2 separate regions of the Mus musculus genome follow, and region 1 is linked to region 2. Evidence: chromatin contacts called from public Hi-C data. All regions are on one chromosome and are shown on one strand. The core of a region is the stretch at or near the end of the contact, and the rest is flanking DNA. Distances in the headings are between cores, read along the strand shown.

The links. A called contact is a pair of places that touch in the nucleus more often than the background predicts.
Region 1: a contact with region 2 is called in a Hi-C map of cerebral cortex, with 2.0 times the contacts expected there. The contact joins two enhancer-like sites. A contact is called at or near these places in 2 of 484 Hi-C or Micro-C datasets (the G1E-ER4 cell line and cerebral cortex) and 1 of 115 datasets of contacts at active chromatin or transcription factors (astrocytes).

The regions. Positions count from the first base shown.
Region 1 is chr12:29,700,733-29,704,711 of GRCm38.p6, forward strand. All of the region lies in intron 3 of Myt1l (myelin transcription factor 1-like), which reads left to right. Among named protein-coding and RNA genes, the nearest start is that of C630031E19Rik, 16 kb to the left of the region's middle. Within about 2 kb of position 2,054, at least 76 of the 459 cell types and tissues checked have an H3K27ac peak or open chromatin away from gene starts, as enhancers often do. A contact at or near this core is called in cerebral cortex, where this site is marked.
Region 2 is chr12:28,703,298-28,707,735 of GRCm38.p6, forward strand. Trappc12 (trafficking protein particle complex 12) reads right to left here. Exons shown (of 12, transcript NM_178811.5): 7 at 229-301. Among named protein-coding and RNA genes, the nearest start is that of Mir6937, 26 kb to the left of the region's middle. Within about 2 kb of position 1,369, at least 30 of the 459 cell types and tissues checked have an H3K27ac peak or open chromatin away from gene starts, as enhancers often do. A contact at or near this core is called in cerebral cortex, where this site is marked.

The DNA of each region.
Region 1 (3,979 bases), core at 804-3,303, 1.0 Mb after region 2:
AGGGTGACAGTGAAGGTAAGGGGGAGATGAGGGTAAAGATGAAGGTGAGTTAAGGGTGAAGTGAGGTAAGGTAGGGTGAAGATGAGCATGAGGGGTGTGCTAAGGGTGAGCTGAGATGGAGCTGAAGATGCAGGTGATATGTGCTGAGGTGACCATGGGGGTAAGGGGAAAGATGAGAATGAGGGGAGGAAGTGTGAGGGGAGCTATGAGCTGAGGTGATCTTGGGAAAGGGACGAGGGTGGGGTGAGGTGAGATGAGGTGGGGTGGGGTGGGGTGAGGTGAGGTGAGGTGAGGTGAGGTGAGGTGAGGTGAGGTGAGGAGAAGTGAGGTGAGGTGAGGTGAGGTGAGGTGGGGTGGGGTGGGGTGAGGTGAGGTGAGGTGAGGTGAGCTGAGGTGAGGTGAATTAAAGTGAGGTGAGAAAGGAATAGCTCCCATTTCCCTCCCAGCTCCCAGTCCTCACATTTTATCTCCTGGAGCATAAGCATGTGTTTCTTCTCCTGGGTAGCAGAGGGCCCAGCCCTGCTTGGCTATGACACCCAGATCTTTCACAGATGCATCTCATCACCATCAACTCGGTCCCAGACTTTCTTAAACTCTAAACCTTCTTCCCTTGCACCACGGCTCTCAGTTCTGCAGAGACCAGGAACTGGACAGAGATAGCAGCTATACTGCCTCCATTGTGTTATGGCACTTCCATCGTTTAAGGGAAACAGTCGGTCTGGATGAGCAGGTGGCAGTTTAGCCACCTTGCCTCAACAGCAAATGACAAACAGGATCTGAGACTGGTTGTGAATAAGTCTTTGTGCCATGTAACAGGCAAGGGCTGCAAATGTGAGCACAGGGAATTTTCTGTGAAAACCCTGTTTTTTTCTGGGTACTTTTTCCTGAGATTCCATGGTAAGCCTTACCAAGCTTTCAGGGTTTAGGGAATGGTTTTCCAATGTTCGGTCTTCCAGACTTCCTTTTATGCTTTTCAAACTGAATAAAAACAAAGAGGCCAAAAAGGGAAGCTGCCCTTCCTCTGAAGGGCTATATCTAGATCTTTCATCTTGCTGAAAATCCCGAGATGGTCTGCTGAGAAGCAGGACTGAATCTGCTTCTGCAGGAAGGTCAACACTGGATGGGCAAAACCGCACCTGCTCCTGTGATTTAGTAACTTCCACTAGCGAGTGGCCGCTGGGGCTAAAGAAATCCTGTCGCTGTCACAGTGAGAGTGAACAAAGGAGCTAGCCTGCCTACCTTTGGGGGGAGGGGGATGGAAGCCACTGGGTCTTGTCTGTGCAGTCTTAGCTTTGTTTCCAGGTCACCAGTGCTTTTATTGTTTAGCCTACTGGTGCTATGAGGAGTTCTGAGGTCCCTGCTGGGCTGGGCTTGCTGTGGGAGTATCCAGACCTCTCAGCCGTCAGCAGGCTGCCTGGCTCCCAGGAGGTCACTTCAGGCCTGGCCATCTAACTTTAACAGCTGTTGGCATCTCCTCATGTCCTCACAGGCACTGATAGAAGCAAAAACATTGCAAATCCTGCTCCCTCTGTGGCTTGGCATGGCCACATGTCCCCAACTGCAGCAGACAAGAGGATAAATCCTGGTTTTTGCAAAGGCTACCATGCATAAGCTGATAGTCAAAGGATCTTCCAGTTCTTCCCAGGGTGTCCTAGGATCCCAGCCTTTGCTCTCTGGGTACCAGAAGCAATTTTCTTTTCTCCACATTTGTGACATCATGTGTTTCCACACATCACTAGACAGTCACTGAGAGAGAAACTACCTACTGTGTAGAATGAGGTGAGACTGGTGGCTCCGAATAATCCACTGCAACCATTCATTTGAACTCTGCCTAGGTTGTCTGTGTGACCCTCAGAAACAATACCATGTAACCTAACTCCTGAGTTGCACAAAGCTATTTCCTTTTTGTTCATATTATTTGAAAAGCATAAAATATTTGTACTGGTAAAAAGGTAATTTTGTCTCTTAAAGGCCACAGGAAAATGAGGCCTGTATGTCCCTTTGTCCAGTGTTTAGTTTTTGGCAGCCTGCCCAGGATTCAGCTCCTTCCCATCTCTGTGAGGAGAGACTGAGATCAGCCTAGGAGCTAGGCACAGATGGGAGTGTTCACGGAGCACTCTCCGGCTGCGAGCACATATCCTGCAGAGTGCAGAAGTCTCTTTGGGAGCCACACGCAAGTGTAACATGGGGATATGTTTAAATAGAAGAGCTTCAAAACCAGTTTTGTCTAGCCATATGTGAAGGACTGTGCACAAAGGAGCTATTTCTGGTGCTCTGGGCTCAGCAACCCATAGTGAACCCCGTAGTAAGCTCAGAGCATCTCATGACCAATGGCCTTTCTCCCGAGAGTGAATCCCACAGGAACAGCAAGAGGGATGGTATGGGAACAGGGACAGGGGGTGGAGAAACAGGAGTCAGTGAGGGAGGCCTCTGAGTGCACGGCACTGGAAGTGTCATCAGGAGGACCTCACCAGCTGACATCCATATCCAGGGAAGGGAAGGAAAAAAGAGGGAAGTAAGCCAGGGCATGATGGAGTATCCCCAGCACAGACAACCAGCCAGAAGCATGGAATCCCTTTGGAGAAAAGTGTTTGCTGCCCATCCCTCTAGCCTGGAGGGGATGCAGAGCCTGTATGCTCAGTGACAGGGGCTGAAACTCCCGGTTCAGATTCCCTGGCTCAGTGCTGTTGGGGAAGCCAATCTTTGCACCTAGTGTCCCCAGCACTACTTCCTGTTTGTGGAACAACAGGAGAGCCTTGGGGGAAGCCTGTGTGCTGTGGAGGGCACCTTCCCTTTGGTAGAAATTGTGTTTCGTGCATCTGACAGACCAAACAGCCAGCTGTCTGTCATCTCATGACTCAGCGTGATTCCTAACACTTCATAAAAGGAGCAGATGTGTTTCGCTGGCATTTCATGGGGGGGGGGGGAAGCTACGATGACACTTCCAGGTACAACCCCACCTGTGTTTGTAGAGTGGTGCAATGTTTTCTTGGCTTTTGATCAAGAAACAGCACAGACGCTGTGGCCACCCACCCATTGTGAAGCTCACATTCTGACTCCCATGCCGTTTAAGTACAGGATACTGTGGCCTCCCTCACAGGGCTGCGGTGACCACTGTACTAACAGAAAGAGGAGGCACAGTGTTATTAATAGTTTAGAATCTAGTGCCACTTTGCTCCCAGCAGCTCGGCCCTTTAACTGTGGGCTGGTCCTGCTGCTACAGTGGTCCCTCTCCTCACCTGTAATGGGGACTTTTTTTATATCCAGTACCTGCTGCAAGGGGAGGGCCTGCTATCCCGCTCAGGACTCCTGCCCTGGGTCCATTTACCAGTCACTTATGCTTAGACTGGAAACTCATTGACAGCATTTTCTAAAGGATACTCTCCCAGAATTGGCCTACTATGTGCAATCTCTCTCTGAGGAGCACTGTCTCATGACATTGCAGTTGTCTTTGGGGGGGGGCGGGGAGGGTTCGAGACAGGGTTTCTCTGTATAGCCCTGGCTGTCCTGGAACTCACTTTGTAGACCAGGCTGGCTTCGAACTCAGAAATCTGCCTGCCTCTGCCTCCTGAGTGCTGGGATTAAAGGGGTGTGCCACCACACCCGGCTAACATTGCAGTTGTCTTATGCCACCTTCTGTGTTGCCCAAGCTGAAGTAAGCAAGCATTCTGCACACGCAGCCTGCAGACTAGAGGCCTCTTTTATCTGTCCTCATGCTGTATATTCAGAGCAGATGGTACTCACTTGCTGTTTATGCCACAGCCAGTGATCTCTGTTCCCCCATGCTATAGAAGGAATGAAAGCTCAGAGAGGTTGAGTAACTCTGCCATGGTCACAGAGCAGCATGTTAGAGCATTGCAGTTTCCAGGGTAAGAAGCCATCAGATAGTTTTAAACTCCTGTTTAAAACTATGGTAGACACACTGTGACTTTTGTGGCCTTCCTTTTCCTCTTTTGACATGATTTATTTGTAGTACCTG
Region 2 (4,438 bases), core at 119-2,618:
AAAGCCCCCAGTGCACCGAGGAGCTGGGTTGGGCTGTCCTCAGCCCATGTGTACTTCTCATTACTGGGTAAAAGCCCACGTCCTTCCTCTCACCTATCCAGAGTAGATGCTACAGGGGAAATGGGTGAAGGGGACATCCACTGTTGGGTAAGAGTGGGGACCAACTATACTGTTGAGCCTTGCATATCCGAGCGAGTGGTGTTCAGCCAACAGAAGGGCAATGCTCACCTTGCCTGCTTTCCTGGGTGACGCTGCTCAGACCACCATCTTCAGCTAAGCCTTGCTCCAAGTTGGCCAAGATCTGCAGTCATTTCAAACAAGGACAACAAAACTGTAAGTGGATTTGTGGCTACACTGTCCTCATATATTTCAGACACAGCAAATTTCTCTTGGTGAAAACCAATCAGGCAAGGAATGTTCACAAGAGATGCGTCTTTTACATTGTGATGTCTACCAGTTACCAGGAGGTAACGAGAAGAGCAGGCCCTACTCTCTGGTGGAAGGTAGAATTTAGGCTTATGAGACTCATAGAGCCTTCTCAGACACTGAACACTGTGGGCGTTCAGTTTTTCTTTTCATGAAAAGCTGTACACAAGAGTGATCAAGTGCTGTGGGAGCATCAGCCCCGCCTTTCTCCGGGGTGCCAGTGAGCCTCCAGCCTTTTCTTCAGCACTGGGTCCATTTTGTAAAGCTGGTACTTTGCATAGTTTTGATTGTTTGGTTAAAACCTTTCCATTGTTTCATCTGTATTTGGGTTTTCCCTGAAAGAAAAGCTTCTATGGTCCCTGTGACACAGGGAAAAGATTTAGTATTTTATTATTACTTTGAAGGGCAGGGTGTGAATATATGTTAAGAGTAAAGACTATGTGTAGGAGGAAAACAGGCATAATGTTCATGGAAAAGGTCTTCATGCAGTCTGTCTGCTCTGTGGAAAACCCAGCCTTCCTCCTCCCACCTGCTGGGTGACATTACCCCAGGGGCTACCCCTAGGAGGCAGGTAGGCAGTGGACGGCACCACTGACTGTCCTCTCTTCACTCATCCACGCCACAGTGGGCGCCCTCCTTTGTAAAGTCATTATTTTGTATAAGCAAGAGAACAATTAGCTGTGGAATGTGACTCGGGGAAACATGTGGGGCTCACGACTGTGACCTCTGAGAGATTCAAGGGACCGACACGGGGTTAAAGACTGTGACCTTTGAGAGAAACGAGCCAGATCAAACCAGGTCAAATGGCATGTCCCAGCTAATTTGTCTTCTGATGAGTAATCGTGAAGGCAGAAACCGACAAGGGACTGAAGTCTTAACCCCCGCAGGCTGGAGTGCGCGGAGCCAGGAAGGAAGGGAAGGGATCAGGGACAGCAGAGGGCACCAGCATTCAGGACCGAGTCCGAGAGCTCAGGGAACTAGGACAAAGGCTGGCATTTACACTTAGGACAGAAACCACACACCAAAGGCTGGCATTTACACTTAGGACAGAAACCACACACGGCAGGAAGGCGACAGTTCTCTGGGTCTCAGGGCCGTGGAGGATCTATGTGCACAACTGTGCTCCAAGCCTACCACACCATGTATTTCAGAACAGTCCGATCTCTGTACTAGGCATTCAGGGCTGGGGGAAGCTGTATCTATGGAGCCCTGGCGAGCTCAGCCAGCACCCACTGGGAGGGTGGAATCTGCCTAATGTTCTGGCTCTGAAGGAGAAGTGGGGCACTTCATAGGAGCAGCAGCAGAGAATCGGGAACAAGGAGGGGCTCCCCACTGCAGTGTATGGGGTGGCAAAGGCAGAGCCACTGAGGACTCTACTACCTGCTCTGGGCTTTCCTGGCCTTGTGACACTCTGTGGAATCCTCTTCTTTCTATATGTGTTATGGCTTAGATGTAAAATGATCCCCCCTCATTGTTTAATGCCCACGTGCTAAGCTGGTGGCACTACTGAGAGGTTCTAGAAATCTCACAAAGTAAGGCTTAGCTGGTGGAAGCAGGTACCAGGAAAAGGTCCTTGGGACCATTTGGTTCCCTAGCTATTTATGTTATCAAGTGAACTGCTCATGCCATACAATCTTCCTGTGATGCTCTGCCAAAGTACATGGGGTCAAGTGACTAGCCTGAACCATCTGAAATCATGAATCAAAACAACCTCTGTACCGTAAAGTGGTCTGTGTTGGGCATGGGTCGCAGCGCTTTTAAGAACAGTCACTAACATAGCGTGTGTCCACACAGCACAAGAGACTCGAGCAACTTACAGCCTTTCTCAACCCCTGTGAGTTGGGTAAGGACTATGTGAAGAGTTCCAGGGTCTGCAGTGTCCCAGGCCACTAAGTGGCTTGAGCACCAGTGGGAAGGACAGCCACCCAAGGTTGTGACCACAGTGAGAAGGGCATGTCCAGCGCAGGGTTCTGACCCTTTTAGAGAATGTAGATACTGCAGGGAGAGGCTGAATTTGTGAATATGGTATCCCTCCACCCACAGGCCCATCTCGTCCTGGAAACAAGAGCCAGAGATCGAGTATCAGCTAGGCCCCACTCAGCAGGCACAATGTACTGGGGTTCTGGAATATGCTCTGAGGGCAGAGGCCCCATTAAGCACAGGTGGCAGAATGATAATGCCTTGAAGCAGGTCTACAGGAGGATGGCTGGCACTTCTACTGTATTTTATTGGATAAACCTGAAGATGAAAGGACTTCTTTCACCTCTACCAAATTTAAATAAAGAGTCCACTGTAGCCAGTGCCCACAATGCCGACATGGGCATGAGACAGCGTCTCAGTTGCTCCTTTACCCAGAAGCTGTACCTCCCTCTTTCCCTGCCCCCCCACACCCAGAATCAGGTGATGACACAGAGAAGCTTTGGGGGAGATTCAGCCAAAGGTGCTGGCAGGCAGTGCCACAGAAGCAGGCAATCTGCAAACCCAGGTCATGGCTCTCAGGTAGGACACTGAAGCTATGACTACAGGTCAGTTGGATAGCTTATTTTGTAATAAGAAAAGGGAAGATGTTGTCTCAGTTCTTTGAGTGGCTTTCTAGGATGGGTACTTGAGCCTGGTCCCTTGGGAGTTCCTGCCCTAAATCCATTAGAATTTGGGAGAGGTGAAATCCTTTCCCCCTCTCACAAAACAGATCTTACAGTCTGCCTTAGGCTGGTTTTGAACTCATGGGTTCACGTGTTCCTCCTCCTTTGGTCAGCCAGTGGTTAAGACTTTGTTGTATACTGTATGCAACCCAAATCTGTTCTGAGACAACACCTTGTAAAGAGCAAAATGCAGGGTGAGATGACAACATGGGACAGTGACCTCACAGGACTAGGCACTGCACAGTGCAGAGTGGCTACACGGGACTGAGTGAACACAAAGGAGAATGTGTGTTCTCGTGGGTGAGTGGGGTGTCTGGGCAGAAAGGGCTGTACAGCTCACCCTCACCTCAGGGAGCTCTGCTGTAAACTACAGGGAATCACGGGCATGACACTGTCAGCCCAGAGCACAAACGGTTCCTCTTCCCCCAGCCCTTCCTGCCTTTGGTGGAGTGAGGCACAGGCGCAGTGGTAACTCCAGGCACCGTGAGATGCTGCTTCAGGTCCAGGATGACTTAAGCTTATCATCTCTAATGTCTATTTCTCACCTGGACGCCCCAACACTCTGTTCTCGTCAGCATTACAGACTGTGGGGCTCCATGGAGAATGTACTTATAGTGTTTTGTAAACTTTAAAAGTGCCGAGGGAAAATTAATTACATGGAACAGCAACAAGAAATTAAAAAAATTAAAACTGCTCCTCCGCCTCAGATTTTTCCTGTGGTCTTTTTTTTCTGCCTTCATCCCTGTAACAAATATAAAAGGGTTGGAAATGCGTGATCTGGGAGCAATGAGGCTAATGCTTGCTGACTGCTAAGTAGTAAGTGGGTCTCTAGAACTTCTGGGAGCTTTCTCAGCAGGCTGTGTGGGATGCTGTGGCCTACACTGAGGCCACTGGGAGCCGTTTCTCCAGACACCTGACCCTAGGCTCCTAGAGTCACGGGCTCACACTGTGAGGGAGGAGGCGTGGAGGGCAGGGCTCCCCTGCAGGACGCCAATGGAATACTCATCCATAAGAAGGACAGATCTTGGCCAACAGAGCAAGGGGGAACACTTAAACACCAGTTACTGTCTCAAACAGGTGGCAGTGACACTGGGACTCCCAGGACAGGGCATGAGTGCTCTGGGATTCTCCCTCTCTTTTTGGGAGGGAGTGGGTGCCACATGAGGACAGGAAAGCAGGGAGTGGGGGCTTCTTCTGAGCAAACAGCGATACTGACAGGTGTGAGGGAGCGACCTAGCAGCCCACTCAAGGTGCACTGGAGCCAGATGGAAACCTGTGGGTGCGGTGACATCTCGGAGCTGTTAACTGTCTTACAGACCAAGAGGGGATGGCATGACATATTCCCAGTTCTGAGAGAAAAGAGCCATCAA